Linked DNA regions of Arachis hypogaea: region 1 is linked to region 2. A link is a contact called in public Hi-C data. All regions are on one chromosome and are shown on one strand. Each heading gives the region's core, a stretch centred on a gene start, on an enhancer-like site or on the middle of the called end of the contact. The rest is flanking DNA. Distances are from core to core; before and after follow the strand shown. Region 1 holds the start of LOC112716047. Region 2 has its middle 10 kb from the start of LOC112716044.

Region 1 (2,700 bases), core at 156-2,655, 39 kb before region 2:
TTTTTCATTAAATGCATGAAATTGAAAAAAAAAAAAAACCCTTAACAAAATTGAAACCAAATTCAATAAACCAAAGATGAAATTGAGGCAAACTCTCACCTTTGGATAGCCCAGTAACGCATATAACAAGACCAGCAAAAGGAGCATTTGATCGAATATGTGGGGAGGACGAAACAGAAGACATTGGCTCCAATGGCTGCAAAGCTCTGAACGAAGATGAAAACAGCCTTGAGCATCCCTTGCCACTCACAACATCAACTCTACCATTACCACTACCCATAATAACAGCTACTGCTAAAATGATCAAGAAGATTTTCACTATGCAGAAATTTCAAAACCAAAGTATATTCCAATTACTGGGCAATTGAGAATCTGGAGAGGCATGTACATACTACATAACTTGAAATTCAGAAAGGAAAAAAATCCCCATTAGCCAATAAGAAAAGAAAAAAGATAATGAAAGAATTGAAAATTAGAGGTGGACTAATTTTAGTGCAAACCCATATCACGTTAAAGTGATCAAACAAGCCCAAAATTGAAAATTTCAACAAGTTAAAGAAAGTTCTGAGTTCTGAGCAACAAAGAGGGAAACAAAAGGAATCTGAGGTTACGGAGTTGGAGACAAAGAAGGAATTTTTAAGAAGGAAATGATGTGTTTGTTGTCTTGTTTTGCAGAGTGCAAGGACAAGAAGAAAAGGGGAATTTTTTTGAATGCGGTGCTCTCTCTCTCTCTCTGACGAAGTGAAAGTAATGTCTCGGTCAGAGTTTTATTTCTTTCTCCTTTTCTTTTTCTTCCTGCGAATGTACGCAAAAGAAAGAGATTTCTTCCATTTTTAAAAATCTCTGCTTTTGTAAAATGCATTTGCATCATGTGAAGAGAGAGAGTGTGTGTGAGTGTGTGGGGCTTTGTTGTAGCAACACAAAAAGCGGGTCAAAGTGGTGCTCAACCAAATTGAAATGGAACAAGGTAACACAATCACAATTAACCCAAAGCAAGGTTTGCTATGAAGAAAAAGGTTTGGAAACTTGAAGCAGAACCCTTTTCTTAAAGTGAGCGCAAAGGTGCTATTGTCATTAGTGTAGTGCACTTTACTGCAGAATGAATATGATAATTGGAAGAAGAGTTACCTTCGTGTGGTGTTGCTCGGGATCATGGTCACCGGAGAGACTCTTATTTGATTTACTGTTTCAGAACAGAAAATTGAGAAGAAGGGTCAAGCTTAATCACAATGATTCTTGTGTCAGACATTTTATCGAACACCTTAGCTACTATGAATAAAAATTGTCTGGTACGCAGCAACTCAGTGTGCACTGTGCACAGAGCGAAGCCCGTATAGAATTTGAGTTGGCCAAATCTTAATTCTTATGCAGTGTGAAATTATTATGGGGGGAATTTAACATTCTACCAAACTCACTGGCATGTTTAAATAATAGTTGGAGCGCCTCCTTGTTTATTTTGACTTTATTAGCGGCTATTGATTTTTTTATGCACTTAAGTGTTTTCTAATTACTTTTCTTTATTTGTATAAATAAAGCCACCTAAGATTATTGTTCTTACAGAACCTTTTCCTTTTTCATAGACAATTTTATCTTTTGTACAAATAGAATTTGTGAACTATGCTTATTATTATCACTGCTGTTAGAATTTCTTTGCGGTAGTTTGAAGGCATTGATTACTGATCACTGAATTGACACAATTTGTAGAAAATGCCAACTTTTTCCCCCTCAAATACAAAGCTATGATGAGTAGGTTACATATAATTTACAATAAAATTTTCTTGCACATATTATTCATATTCTATATTGTCATAAATTATACTAGATAGATAATGAGGGATACAAATAATGTGAGACTACATTTTTATCCACTAAAACAAAAAATATTTTACTCTATTTATTCACCACAATTTTAATCTCTCACCTTCTATCTTTTTTTCTTTTTCTACAACCGCTTCACTCCTCCTTTTCTGTTGTGCCGTCATCAACGCACTTCACTCTCGCTATCATCGTCTAAAGAAGCAATATGTCGTACTGCCGCTGCACCTTCTTCTCTCATGCGTCGCGCCGTCTTTGTGCTCCCTGCAACCGACGTTGCCACTGCACCTTCTTCTTCCTTGCATCACGTCTCCTGCTCTCGACGTCGTCGCTGCACCTTCTTCTCCCATGTGTCGCACCGTCCCTGTTTTTCTGCAAGCAATGCTGCCACTGTGCGCCTTCTTCTTCCCTCCATGACGTCACACCATTGCCAAGCCAGAAACCTTGTTCCGTCGCTGCTCCAATGCTGCACATCTTCCCTTGCTTCCACGCCGCTGCGTTGTGTCTTCGCCATTTCCATCGCGTGTCGCTTTACTTCGTTTACCCAATATGACCCAAATAAACATCCACATTTTAGTGAAAAGAATTATCTATATACATAGTAAAATGAACATGTTGCGAAGTATGTGCATGTAGAATCAAAGAAATCAAGTAAAATACCAATGATATAACCCACTTTAAAATGAAAAGAACTATCCGCATACATGGTAAAATGAACATCCGACTTAGTTGATAACAAACAAGTAACGAAATAGCAGCTGCGAGGCACCGAGGTCGCGATACAGCAGCGACGGTAGTAGCACAGGATTGTGAGAGAGCAATTGCAATAAAAATAAAAAAAATTCAAAATTATGATTAAATCTAATTCATTCAAAATTTGAATTT
Region 2 (2,700 bases), core at 93-2,592:
TGTATTCTCTTGTACATTATTTTTATATAGGTTATACTATTACTTTCAATGTTAATGTTAATTTTTTTAAATAGTTATAAATTTGATTAAAATCTAATTCCTTTTCTTCTCTTTTCATACTATCATTCATTTTTATATTTACTGTATAAATCAATATACACTTAACACATTTTCTTTATTTTCTCTCACATAATCTCATATTACTTTCTCTTTCTTTTTCTCCCTCTTCATTCTTACTAATTTTTTGCACAACTGAAATTTGATGGATGACCATAATTTTTATTTTTATTTTTTTAATTTATTAAAAGTATGTATTAGGTAATTGTGTAATTGTATTCATTAATTTTTTTTATTTCTTTGAGTAATTGTATTCATAAGTTATATAGTATTTTTGTCGCTTATATATCACTTCTTTTTTTTAACAATTTATATTTTTTAATATCATTTAGTTATAATAATATTGTTAAAAATACATGCTGTCATGATTCATGAAAAATAAAATTAAAAAATTAAATGTCATTTTTAATTATCAAAATATTAATAATATTCATACTTGTATTTTATCTAATAGTTTTATCATTATACCATAGTATTTAAGTATAACTTAAAAAAGATAAAATAAAATAAACAAAATAACTATTTAAAAATAAAAATAAAAAATAATTATATGAAATTAGGTGAATAAAATTCAATGGAATGTTTTTATTACTTATAGTCTAATTTATGAATAATTTTATTTTTTATAATTATTACATTTTGAATTGATTTTTTATTTCAAATTGTCATTTATCACCAACCATTATAAAATTTAAATTAATTTTGATATGCTACTAAACAAAATTTTAAACTTTTTTATCAATTAAATTTAATTCATATTATTATTCAATTAAATTAAAAAGTAACAGTTAAGGATAATTATTATATATATCACTAAGTAATATATATAGTATTTATGTATACTATATAATATAATTAATATATTCTAGAGATATATATTCCTTTTCATCTAACAGTTGTAAATACTGAATAAATGATGGTTTACATAAAATAGAATAGTGATTACTATGTTTGTAACCATACCTGATTGTGCAAGCTAATAAGGCACTAATTAATTCAATACTACAGCCAAAATGCAGGTCTATTCTAATAGCATTATTTTTGCCTTTTGAATTTGAGGAAGTAATTAAACTTAACATACACTGTTGAGGAGCGCAGCCCCTACTAGGCTACTACAGTCCTATAATAATGGTTTAATTTGGACAAGAGAGTCCTCTTACTCCAGTAAAGTATTCCTCTGCAAATTGCACTTTGCTGACCTACACAAACGTGATGTGCATTGTGCAGTACACATTATTCCAAACAGTAAGAGACATGCAAAGCAGCACATGCCATGGACATGGTGTTAGTCTCGCAATGACATTTACATAAGTGATAAGTGAGCCAGTGAGGGCCACCCTTATGGATATCATCACATTACCATTACCCCCACAAAAGTAAGGTTTTCAATCCTTTCCGGTTATTCCAGGTCCCAACTAGCAAATTGTTTTTATTAGGATAATCATTCACACAATGGCAAATGGTAGAGAAATACTTAAAAAAATCATACATGTAGTTAAAAAATATTTAAAAAGACCATACATTAGGTTGTTAAAAGAGATCCAGTGTCAACAATTTTATTGTAGACATAATACATGATAAGGTGCAATGATATTGTTAGATTCATATAGCCGACCTTACTTAATAGGATAAGACTTTGTTGTTATTATTATAACCTTTAGACATGTATACTTATTATGTTTGATTTATTGGACTATACACTAGATCAAGAAAACATGAGTTTGTTTTATAAAGTTAACTAAAAATTTATCAGTTTTGATGAAATTTAGATAAAATAAATTTTAATATAAAGTATGTTATATAACAGTTTTTTTTTTCAAGTTTGTTTTAATAAAGGAGGCACGAGTTAAATGGATAATAAGAACCTTTTTTGGTTTTTCCATGCCACAGTATTTTCTAACTGGGCAGACTAAAAAGACTAATCCATTCCAAATCGAAACTTTAATGGTGTGTTTGTTTGAGGTGAAAATAGGAGGAAAGAAAAGGAAGGGAAAGAAATTGGAAGGAAAATAGTTATTTTCCTTTGTTTGGTTGAGGAGAGAAATGGGAGAGGAAAAAAAATGAATGGAAAAATATTGGTGGGACCCACCAATTTTCTTTCTCTCCAACAATGGAGAGAAAATGGAATCTCTCTCTATTTCCAATATTACCCCTTTACTTTTTTCAATATATTTTATAATATAAGGGTAAAATTGTCTTTTTATACCATTTCTTTCCTTCTTATTTTCCTTTCATCCAAACACATCTAAAGAAAATAAAAATCCACTCAATTTCTTTCCTTTTCTTTCTTTCCTTTCTATTTCTTTCTTCTGTATTTCTTTCCTTCTAACCAAACATAGCCTAAGAATTTGTGCTAACCAATGAATTGTTGTGTGGACAAAGTAAAATTCAAACTCCCAACACTTTAAGTGGACCAGTAAACTAACTATTAGACCAATCCAAATTAGTTAAAATGGTAACAAGAACTTAAATCTCCCATATTAGAACCTAAGAATCAATTTTGACATTAGAAATATGTTGAATATCAGGGCGTCTCACATCTCTTTCTATTACCAGCTCATGGTTTTACAATTTTGCTCACAA

Evidence for each region. Hi-C and Micro-C count contacts between places; a contact is called where the count stands out from the background.
Region 1: a Hi-C map of leaf shows a contact between it and region 2, with 4 times the contacts expected there. The contact joins the promoter of LOC112716047 here to the enhancer-like site in region 2. A contact is called at or near these places in 3 of 8 Hi-C or Micro-C datasets (all in leaf).

The regions. Positions count from the first base shown.
Region 1 is chr10:96,974,920-96,977,619 of arahy.Tifrunner.gnm2.J5K5, reverse strand. It overlaps LOC112716047, which reads right to left and starts at 1,405. Exons shown (of 11, transcript XM_025767886.2): 1 at 1,129-1,405; 2 at 100-291. The coding sequence starts at 280.
Region 2 is chr10:96,935,908-96,938,607 of arahy.Tifrunner.gnm2.J5K5, reverse strand. No RefSeq gene overlaps it. Among protein-coding and RNA genes, the nearest start is that of LOC112716044, 10 kb to the right of the region's middle. Within about 2 kb of position 1,342, at least 2 of the 3 cell types and tissues checked have open chromatin away from gene starts, as enhancers often do.